2 separate regions of the Mus musculus genome follow, and region 2 is linked to region 1. A link is a contact called in public Hi-C data. All regions are on one chromosome and are shown on one strand. The core of a region is the stretch at or near the end of the contact, and the rest is flanking DNA. Distances in the headings are between cores, read along the strand shown.

Region 1 (5,789 bases), core at 1,496-3,995:
TCATAAGAGAGCAACACTTGTCAAATGAATGAGATTTCCAGAGGTTTGTTCCTGGTCTTCAAGGAGTCTACCCACAGGCTAAAGATTAAGACTAACTGAAGGTCAAATTGGATGAAATCAGAGTGATAGGAACATAGTAAGGGAGAAGAGAGCTGACGGGGAAAATTCTGAGCCAACAAGAGAATTCATAATCAAGATGAGATGGCTCAGCAAGTAAGAGTACTAACTGCTCTTCCACCTCTGGAAGACCCGGATTCCATTCCAAGTACTCACATGGCAGATCACAACTGTCTGTGACTTCAAATCCTGAAGATCTAACATGCTGACTTCTATACATAAAAATAAACATAAACAAGATGAAAACAATTAAGAAGATGGATGTTCCATTTGGGGGCTGGGGTGTACTCAGGTTTTAGAATGTTGGTTTAGCCCTGGGATTGGTTGCCAGCATTGCATAAACCAGGCAGCATGGTACATACCATCTTTGGTTACATAGTAAGTTGGAGGCCAGCCTTGAACACATGAGGTCCTGCCTCAGAAGACTGATGTACAATTAGCAAGGATGCTGAATATTAGTCATCCTTTCTTCAAGAACCTATGGGGGGTGGGCAGGTAAGACTAGGCTGAAGGTTGGAGCAGTTAGTGAGGGTCCCCTAGTTTAAAGCTAAGAAGTTCACTTGCGTTCCATAAGAAGATGTGCTGAAGCACTGTTGAAAGAAGTGTCTACAATTTCAGGGTCCCATTGCTGGGTACACCATCTCAATGGTCTTTAGAATATTCCAGGCAGGAAGAAGCATGGGGACTAGAAACAGTGTTTGCAGGCATGGGAAGGAAGCAGACCATCAGTGTTTTTGTGGGATACATTTGAGGGGACTGAGAAGCAAAAGTTGTGTGAAGATAAAGGAAGGTAGAGAAGCCAGGGTGACTTTAGCCTAGATAATTAGGAAAACACTAGTAGCTGATAAAAGCAGGTGGGTGATGGGTAAGACCCTAAGGCCGAAGGCACCGTACACATTATTCATAGGACATGGCAGAATCCATCAATGCTAATCAGTAAGTTTCTTCTTTGTTGGCTGTCTTGCTTGGTACTGGAAGGTGCTATGCAGGCTGTGGATGTGTGTGTTTAACAGTTTTAACCATCTATGAACCCTGCAATAATAACCTGAATGATATTAATACTATGTGTGAAGATCAAGGTCATATGCTTTCACAACTGCTGTCTGATTGGATTTCAGACCTGCCTCACAGGAGGAAACATATGCCTGGTACTGCAAATCTGGCTGGGGAGATCATAGGTAGGAGTGAACCTAACCTACTATTACTACTCCGCTAAAGGGACGAGGCATCAAACTGCCCTCTAAATTTGTATTTCTCTACCCACAGACTAGTGCAGACTTCCGACCTCATCAGAGGAATTTCTTTGTGTAGTGGTTGACACAGAAACTCACAACTGATCAAAGTGGAGAGAATAGATGTCAGTAGAGTGCTCAGTCACAAATAGGGCGTCTGTATCATAACCCCACACCCGAAGCTCAGAGACCATCACAGAAGACGGAGTAGAAAGATTGTAATAGTCAGAGGTTGAGGAAAACTGGGAACAAAACTGTCTTCTGGACACGACAATACCTCTGGACTCACAAACTCACAGAAGCTATGGTTGCCAGCACAGGATGAAGGCAGTTAACATTCTAGCATGCCATAGCAAAGGGCTAATGAGCTCCTATCCCTATGGCCAGTTGATGGCTTCTCGGGGAGGGAGAGTCAGTTTTTTATTATTTTTTTCCATAAGGATGTGCCTCCTGTGAGATCAGCCATCCTGAAATATTTGAGCAGAACAAATTGGAGTCCATAGGTTATTGAATAATAATAATAATAATAATAATAGACATAAAATTGGGATAGTAGAGAGGTGGGGATGACTCTGGGAGGAGCTAAGGGATACATTGTAGGAGATTCTCAAAGAGTTAATAAAATGCTTTAAGAAGCAGGTGGATGTTTAATGTTAGGAGATGCTGTTTTTACTTTGGTTTTGTGGTGTTTGGGGCTTCAGGGGCAGCTAGGTGAGATTACTCTGGAGACAGCTGGCCATGCGAGAATGCCCCCAAATAGTCAGACTCCGTATCAGCCATTCAGAATAGACATTGATACCATCACAGGCGATGACCAAAGGGAAAAAAATTCACAAGAGGTAGAAGAAAAGCAGGGGATGATATTGTAGGATGTGAGGGAGAAGACACTTGCTGAAGACTCCTTAGGCTGGACAGTGTGTGACAGACCCAACCTACCTTGATTTATTTCCACGGATGGGAAAAATGAAGTCTAGACAAAACATTGTGTGTTTCAAGGTCATATAGTAGTCTGTTCTAGATCCATGCTTTTAAACTTCAAACCTAGGACTCAATCTATGTCTCATGCTGTTTTGTTTTTTTTTTTTAATTATTTTTTCCTCTTAAAAGTATTTTAAAAAAATCAGCCCTCGATGATCCAGAACATTTGAAGTTTTAACAAGCAGGCTAGGGTGTGCTTCCGAATGCCTTCTTTATTTTTCTCCTTGAGTCTTGAGGAGCCTAACTAAGCCTCAGGGTTGGGAAGACCCCCTCCTAAGGCCAAATGCACCACTGTCCCACGAGCGCGCTCTCGAAGTACTCGCTGGAGGCCCCGCCCCCCTGAGCGCGCGCCGCCGTGGCACGTCCGCGCGCTCCCACCCTCCGCGCGCGCCTTCTTGTTGCCCGGTGCGCGCGCAGCGGCGCTCGCTCCCGCCGGGGCAGGGCGGCCGCGGAGCAGCTCGAGAGCCCTGTGGCCGTGACCGCGGGCGGGCCCGTGATCCGGTGCCGGCCGAGCGGGGCCGGAGCCCGCGGCTGGGGGAGGCGCGCAGAGAGCCGGGCGCGAGGCCACCGCCAGGGTCGGGGCCGCGCTGAGGAGGCTGAGGAGACTGACGAGGCACTGAGGAGGCGCTGAGGAGACGCTGAGGAGGCTGACGAGGCGCTGAGGAGACTGAGGAGGCGCTGAGGAGACTGACGAGGCTGAGGAGGCTAAGGAGAAAATCCCCGCGCGCCTGCCCGCCGCCGCCCGGCCTCCCGCTCCCGCCCGCCCGCCGCCGCCTCCTCAGTGCGGCTCCTCCGGGTTCGAGTGGCGGCCGCTGAGGAGCCCTCCGTCGGCGAACAAAGAGGAGGCCGGCAGGGCGGAGGCGTCTGCGGCGAGCATGGCGGACCGCAGCCTGGAAGGCATGGCTCTCCCGTTGGAGGTGAGGGCCCGGCTGGCCGAGCTGGAGCTGGAGCTGTCGGAAGGTAACAGCAACCCCCCTTAGCCCCGCGCCCGGGCCGGGCCGGGACACCGCTTCTCTGGAGCGCGCTCGGGGCCCCGCGGGCCGGGCCGTGCTGTCACTCCGGGGAGGGCGCGCGCCGGGCCTCGGGGTGGCGGGGCCCCGGCCCTGACCCTGGCCCGGGCCCCGTGTGGTGGCCCCGGGGAGGGTGCATGTGTGTGCATGTGCTTGTGTGCGCGCGTGCTTGTGTGTGTGTGTGTGTGTGTGTGTGTGTGTAGTGTGTGTGCGTGTGTATGTGTGTGTGTGCACGCGCGCGCGTGTGCGTGCCGCGGCCCCCGCCCTCCAGGCTCAACTGGCACGGTGCAGCCGCGATGCCCCCTGCGCGCTGCGGCTGGGCCCGGGGCTCCCGGCTACGAAGCAAGATGGAGCAACCTTTAGGGCTGCGGGGGAAATGGCCTTGGTGGGGATGTGCGCTCTTCCCTAATGGAGAGGCGCTGCGTCCTTGATGCAGCTGCAGTACCACCACCACCACCACCACCACCACCACCACCATCATCACCACCACCACATGCACCAGCAGCACCACCAGCACCAGCACAGCACATGCTTCCACGCTCCCTGCTTGGGGACGGCCTCTGAATGGCCTGATTTTAATGCGAAACTTGTCAGTGGACTTCGGGATTGGATCCCCCTGAGGCTGCAGGCACACGGTCCTGTCAGCGGGAGGAAGATAGTAGTACTATTGTTCCGGCGTGTTTGTGACGAGCTGGTTGAGTTAGAGCCCTAAAACCTCCCCCCTCAGGCCAGGTTGGATGCCTCCTTCCCATCGTGCCGGATAGAGACATTGAGACTTTGCGGCTGCTCTGCTGTGATTTCACGGAGTGTTATATACGCTTTCGTCTTTGCTCTTCATGGTGGACATCATGTGCTCAACTGTCATAAGTTTCAGCTTGGGTTTTGTAGGTTCTTTTTTCCTTTTTCCTCCACTAAAGTTCCAAAATGTGTCTAGTAATAAATATTTAGCGGTCATCCCACTCATTGAGAAGACTACAGCTTAGTGGTGTGGAAATGGCCTGTCGTCTCTCTTGAGTTAATATTTGGAGCAGTTTAGCATGGTAAACTTTTTTTTTTTTTGGTAACGATTTGTGAGGGCCAGCAGCCAGAACGTAAATTCATTCGTGCCAGTTTTCATCATGGGGAGGAGCTGACGTTGACTTTACGTTTTCCCTTTTAACACTTGCAGGGTGGAGAGTAAACCAGGTGGCTGTAAGTGTTGCTTCTGTTATCAGATTCTCATAGATTAGACATTTTCTTTATCCCGAATTTGGGGTTCTCCAAGGTGTTTTGGAAGCAGTCCCTGGGAAGCTCCAATGGAGGAAAAGATAATGTGTCCCAGACTGTGCTTCCTGCCTCAGTTCTGACCATCTAGAGATAAGAGAGAGCATCACCCTTCCACAGGCAGAAAGGGCAGGGCTGAATTCTTTAGATTTAAACTGGAAGATGAGGTATGCAGTGTGGACAGTGTATTTCTAGTAAGTAACTATAAAGAAACATTTGTGTTTTGTTAGACTTGAGATAGACTGTCTTCTTCAGCTTACCAGCGCTGTTTTATCGTCTGCATCCTGTATTGAAAGCACCCCTTCCCATTCATGTTCTCACTCAAAGCAAGCACCTCTGCTATCTGCACTATGTTAATGTGATGTGTCTCTGCCCACCCATACTTGAAAAGTGAGAAGCCATCTGAACCTGCATTGAGCCCTTTCCGCAGGGTCTGAATCTCCCTGCCTACTAGGAAGTCAATTCACATTTACTCTCAAAGCCTCACATAATGCCTGGAGCCACATATCCTGCTCTCCTCTTGTTGAGAGTAGCTGTCTGTTTTGTTTTTAGGTAACAGCGGTCACCTGTCATGATCGATCACTCTTGAAGAGTGAGTGTTGCCCAGAGAAGTATGGAAAACCACTTTAGATGAGGTGTACTTAGCTTAACTCCCTGTGAGCACCTTGTGTCTGTATAGAACTTAGAGGACTCAATGAGTTTCTTGGTGAATGGGTGGGCTTAGAGAAGTGTGTACATATATTTGTATTCAGGAAGTCCTTTTCTATTTTCTTTTTCTATATGAGCTATGTTGAGACCTGACCTAAACTTTTAAGAATTACAAAAAGAATAGAATAGAAAAGAAAAGAAAAGAAAAGAAGAAAAGAAAAAAAAAAGCCTTTTGTCACTGTGTTCAGCTTCTGCTACTCCTTGGAACCTGCTCTTCTCCCAGCCCCCACCTCCCATCTATGTATTAGCTGTGCTACCTTTGACTTTATTATAAAGTGTGGCTTTGTCATTGTTGAGTTTTGATTGTGATTTACAAAAAACCATTTGAAATTCCATGTCTTGTAACCAAGGGGATTGTTTTCCTGGAAGAGATGAATCAATTTGTTTTCTAGTATTGCTGCTATTCTAGTATAGAAACCTAGGAGGTGAAGATCAAGAATCTCTGGGTCTCTTTACCTTGCCTAACTGGGAGAAAAAAATC
Region 2 (5,789 bases), core at 1,736-4,235, 53 kb before region 1:
TATAGGAGCCTATGATGACGGTTCTCATTCAAACCAATGCAAATTGTGTCGACATCCTTCATCCTTTACCTGTCTATGAATCGATATCCTGGCCTTGGGACTTTCTGATGCCCTTTCTTTCAGACTCTGGGCTTAGCGCAGACTTGCTGAAGCCATGGAATGTCAGCAAAATTCAAACAAGGCCCCAACAGACGCTAGCCAAGCCTCTCCCCTTGTGTGTGCTCAATTTCCCTTCTGGAGGGCACAGTTACCTGTCATCCCAGCCAAATTTCTGTCAATCTGCAGGCACAGGGTAGTAACAAGTCTATGGGCAGGATCGGCAGAGCTGCCAGCCAGTCACCCAGCATGTAGGTGTGTGTTATTGGATTCTGGTTGTTATTGAAGAAACAAACAAGGAAATCAGAAGGCAATGGCTTTCTCCTTGGTGGTAGGTTGGTTGGTTGGTTTGTGCAGGTGTCTCATGTAGCCCAGAAACTCTCTATGTAGCCAAGGATGGCCCTAAACTCCTGGTCCTTCTGCCCCTACCTCCTTAGAGCTAACATTACAGGCAGGCACCAACACCTCTCATGACTGACCAAGCAACTATAACTTTAGGATATGAAAAAATATGAATGAATCAACAGCTTCCAAGGTGTTCATGGAAGCATTACTTGTGGAAAAGTGGTCTAAACATCCTTAATTTATTTCAGTAGGAAACTGAATAAATCAGAGTATGTCTGAGTAACATAATGTCTTGGGCTGTGGATGATGCCATAATACAATACTTGAGACGACAGAAGTTTATTTCTCAAAGCTCTAGGGGCGGGAAAACTAAGGTCGAGCCACTAAATCTTTCTGTCTGTGGAGGGCTCTTTATTCCGCTTCCAAAATGGCACCTTGCAGCTGTTTTCTGCAGAGAGCACAAATGCTGTGTCACCACTAGCCCGAAGGTCAGAAGGGGTGAGTGCCATGTCCTCTGCAGCTCTGCTACAGGGTCCTTAAGTCCCATGTGAGGGTGGTGCCCTCCCTCGGGGGTTAATGTTTCTCAAATCTCCTTCTCCTAATACAGCTGCAATGGGGGTGAAGTTTCTCTTTCTCTTTTCTTCTCTCGAGGCAGAAGGATCTGTCTACTTTGGTTCATATTCTGAAGGTATAGTCCATCAGTCAGGGAAGGCATGGCAGGAGATGCAAGCTGGCTGCTCACTTTGCATCTGCACTCAGGAAGCAAAGAGCAATGGGTGCCAGTAATCAGCTTGTCTGCTGCCTCCACTCTCTCCTCCTCCCCCCTTCCTCTTCCCCTTTCTTCTTCCTCTCCCTCTTCTCCCTCCCCCTCTTCCTCTTCCTCCCTCTCCTCCTTCCCCCTTTTCCTCCCCCCTCCTCCTCTCTCTCCCTTCCTCCTCTCACTCCCCCTTCTTCCTCCTTCCCCTCCCCTCCTCCTCTTTTTCCTCCCCTCTTCCTCCCCCTCCTCCTCCTTCCCCTCCCCTCCTTCTCTTCTTCCTCCCCCTCCTCTTCCCCTTCTTCCTCCTTCCCCACATCTCCTCTCCTCTTCTTCCTCTTCCTCTCCCTCCCCCTCCTCTTCTTCCTCCCCCTTCTTCCTCCTTCCCTTTCCCTCCTCCTCTTCTTCCTCCTCCTCCCTGCTTCCTTCTCCCCTTTCCTTCCCACCCTCCCTTTTATCATCCCACCTGTCTCTCCCCTTCTCTCCATTCCCCTTGTCTCTACACACCCAGGACTACTTTATGTCCCTGGACTTGTCATCCTAGGCCTTCCTTGTCCTCATTCACTGGTCTCAACACCACTCCATTTCAGTGTCCCTCACTTCCTCGCTTGGGTATCATGGCTCTGAGAGCCAGCCACCTATTCTTGCAGCACAAGGCCAGGTGCACAGGTGGATTGCAGACTGGGAAGAGTGCCCCAGAAACAGCTTCTCTGGGGAATGCAGAGCTGTACTATGTTGCTAAAGGACTCAGTAGCTGGGAGTAACTTCTGGGAAGGGTAGCATAGAGTCCTCTTAACATTTGGTCATGCAGAGTCCAAGCCATCTACACACACATCCATTCCTGTACAAACCTGCTCCTGGTCCCACTGACAACCTTAGCTCTCTAAGAAAACTCAGACTTAAACCACCTGCTTAGGGGATGATGGGTCCCATTTACTGGCTGGAAATTGATAGCTCTGTTAACTGGCAGTTTTAAAAGTTGTTTTCTCAGATGTTACGCTCACCCAAATTCTGTTTATATGGCCCACCCTCTCCATGCACACTTATTCCCTCTGATTCTTCATGAGTGTAACGTTCACAGTCGTGAATAAGTGGAGTAATGGTCAGAACACAGCTTAGTTAGTAGAGCGCTTGTTTGGCAAGCACAAAGCCCCAGGTTTGATCCACAGCATTGCGCAAACTGGCCATGATGATGCATGTCTGTAATTCCAGAACTTGGGAGGTAGAGGACAGGCAATCAGGAATTCAAGGTCATCCTGAGCTACAGTTAAGAGACTAATGTCGCTAAAGGCTCCTTTCCCTCTCTCTGTCTCTCTGTCTCTCTCTCTTTCTCTGAAAATTGCTTGAAAGCAGTCATTTCTGCTGAGAAAGATTATCAGCTTGGGCTCCAGCTATGACTGAGTCTGTGTCCAGCCCTTGGGCGCATCTGGCCTTTGATTGTGCTGTTATCTGACAGTTATTGACTTGAGCTGTGCATGAGCCTTGTGCTGAGGCTGCCCAGGAAATTTGGAATCCAATATAAATTATTTACTTACTACTCATTCTCTCTGCCCCAGGATAAACGTCTGTATTTTTTTTTCTTTTCTTTTAAAAAGTGATTAAACTTTTCCCGGGTGGGTTGGCAAGTCTGGCATTTTGTAATTGACTAGATACAGTAGATTCTTAGAAATTCTCACCAGGAGCGAGCAGGCGGGCGGCAAGGCGAGGCGAGGCGAGGCAAGAGCTGCACAGGGCCCTGCGTGGCCGTGGCCGCCTAAGCATTTCGGACTTCGACGAGTTCGAGCGGCAGCTCAACGAAAATAAACAAGAACGGGACAAGGAGAATCGGCACAGGAAGCAATAGTCACAGTCGCGTAGTCACAGTAGGCAGAAGCCGAGACCGAAAGCACAGTAGCAGGAGCCGAGATCGGTGCAACCGGGACCAGCGCTGTGCCTCTGGGGATAGGAGAGACGAAGCAAACCTTTGACAAGAGGCGCTAAAGAGGAGCATGGTGGATTGATTCTTTCTCCCCGCCATGAGAAGAAGAAGAAGGTGCGTAAATACTGGGACGTGCCACTGCCTGGCTTTGAGCACATCATCCCAATGCAGTACAAGGCCATGCAAGCTGCGGTTCAGATTCCAGCCACTGCCCTTCTCCCGACCATGATTCCTGATGGTCTGGGTGTGACCCCAACGCCAGTGCCTGTGGTTGGGAGCCAGATGACCAGACAGGCCAGACGTCTCTACGTGAGCAACATCCCTTTTGGCATGACTGAGGAGGCTATGATGGACTTCTTCGACGCCCAAATGTGCTTGGGGGGCGGGGGGGGGGGGTTTGACTCAGGTCCCTGGCAACCCAGTCTTGGCTGTGCAGATAAATCAAGACAAGAATTTTGCCTTTTTGGAGTTCCGGTCAGTGGATGAGACGACCCAGGCCATGGCCTTTGATGGCATCATCTTCCAGGGCCAGTCATTGAAGATTCGAAGGCCTCATGACTATCAACCACTGCCTGGCGTGTCAGAGAACCCCTCTGTTTATGTGCCTGGAGTTGTATCCACTGTAGTCCCAGATTCTGCCCACAAGCTGTTCATCGGGGGTTTGACCAATTACCTAAATGATGACCAGGTAAAAGAGCTGCTGACATCCTTTGGGCCTCTCAAGGCCTTCAACTTGGTCAAGGATAGTGCCACAGGGCTCTCCAAGGGCTATGCCTTCTGTGAGTACGTGGACATCAACGTCACAGGTCAGGCCATTGCGGGGCTGAATGGGATGCAGCTAGGGGACAAGAAGCTGCTTGTCCAGAGGGCGAGTGTGAGAGCCAAGAATGCCATGCTGAGCACCATCAATCAGACACCTGTGACCCTTCAAGTGCCCGGCCTGATGAGCTCTCAGGTGCAGATGGGCGGTCACCCAACTGAGGTCCTGTGCCTCGTGAACATGGTGCTGCCTGAGGAGCTGCTGGACGGTGAGGAGTATGAGGAGATTGTAGAGGACGTATGAGACGAGTGCAGCAAGTATGGGCTGGTCAAATCCATTGACATTCCCTGCCCCGTGGACAGCGTCGAGGTGCCTGGCTGTGGAAAGATCTTTGTGGAGTTCACCTCAGTGTTTGACTGCCAGAAGCCATGCAGGCTCTAACCGGTCGCAAGTTCGACAACAGAGTGGTGGTCACAAAATACTGTGACCCTGATTCTTACCACCGTCAGGACTTCTGGTAGAGGTGACTGGGGGAGGGTGGGGGCAGGGCTGGCTGGGGACTTTCCCCTCACCTGTCCCCTCCTCCTTTCCCCACTCTTTTTTTTTTTTTTCCATTTTTTATTAGGTATTTCGCTCATTTACATTTGCAATGCTATACCAAAAGTCCCCCATAGCCACCCACCCCCTCTCCCCTACCCACCCACTCCCCTTTTATGGCCCTGGCGTTCCCCTGTACTGGGGCATATAAAGTTTGCGTGTCCAATGGGCCTCTCTTTCCAGTGATGGCCGACTAGGCCATCTTTTGATGCATATGCAGCTAGAGTCAAGAGCTCCGGGGTACTGGTTAGTTCATAATGTTGTTCCACCTATAGGGTTGCAGATCCCTTTAGCTTCTTTGGTACTTTCTCTAGCTCCTTCATTGGGGGCCATGTGATCCATCCAATAGCTGACTGTGAGCATCCACTTCTATGTTTGCTAGGCCCAGGCATACTCTGACAAGAGACAGCTATATCAGGGTCCTTTCAGCATAATCTTGCTAGTGTATGCAATGGTGTCAGCATTTGGAAGCTGATTATGGGATGGATCCCCGGATATGCTAGTGTCTACATGGTCCATCCTTTTATCTCAGCTCCAAACTTTGTCTCTGTAACTCCTTCCAAGGGTGTTTTGTTCCCACTTCTAAGGAGGGGCATAGTGTCCACACTTCAGTCTTCATTTTTCTTGAGTTTCATGTGTTTAGGAAATTGTATCTTATATCTTGGGTATCTTAGGTTTTGGGCTAATATCCACTTATCAGTGAGTACATATTGTGTGAGTTCCTTTGTGAATGTGTTACCTCACTCAGGATGATGCCCTCCAGGTCCATCCATTTGGCTAGGAATTTCATAAATTCATTCTTTTTAATAGCTGAGTAGTACTCCATTGTGTAGATGTACCACATTTTCTGTATCCATTCCTCTGTTGAGGGGCATCTGGGTTCCTTCCAGCTTCTGGCTATTATAAATAAGGCTGCTATGAACATAGTGGAGCATGTGTCCTTCTTACCAGTTGGGGCATCTTCTGGATATATGCCCAGGAGAGGTATTGCTGGATCCTCCGGTAGTACTATATCCAGTTTTCTGAGGAACCGCCAGACTGATTTCCATAGTGGTTGTACAAGCCTGCAATCCCACCAACAATGGAGGAGTGTTCCTCTTTCTCCACATCCACGCCAGCATCTGCTGTCACCTGAATTTTTGATCTTAGCCATTCTGACTGGTGTGAGGTGGAATCTCAGGGTTGTTTTGATTTGCATTTCCCTGATGATTAAGGATGTTGAGCATTTTTTCAGGTGCTTCTCTGCCATTCGGTATTCCTCAGGTGAGACCCACTCTTGAAGAAGATGGGCAGAGGAGTGACAGCTGAATGACAGCCGG

Evidence for each region. A called contact is a pair of places that touch in the nucleus more often than the background predicts.
Region 2: a contact with region 1 is called in a Hi-C map of liver, with 1.9 times the contacts expected there. The contact joins the enhancer-like site here to the promoter of Dip2c in region 1. A contact is called at or near these places in 2 of 39 promoter capture datasets (hippocampal neurons and liver), 3 of 484 Hi-C or Micro-C datasets (the C2C12 cell line, liver and muscle stem cells) and 1 of 115 datasets of contacts at active chromatin or transcription factors (fibro-adipogenic progenitors).

The regions. Positions count from the first base shown.
Region 1 is chr13:9,273,780-9,279,568 of GRCm38.p6, forward strand. It overlaps Dip2c (disco interacting protein 2 homolog C), which reads left to right and starts at 2,746. Exons shown (of 37, transcript NM_001081426.2): 1 at 2,746-3,287. The coding sequence starts at 3,203.
Region 2 is chr13:9,220,581-9,226,369 of GRCm38.p6, forward strand. It overlaps the pseudogene Gm8784. Among named protein-coding and RNA genes, the nearest start is that of Dip2c, 53 kb to the right of the region's middle. Within about 2 kb of position 2,986, at least 3 of the 459 cell types and tissues checked have an H3K27ac peak or open chromatin away from gene starts, as enhancers often do. A contact at or near this core is called in liver, where this site is marked.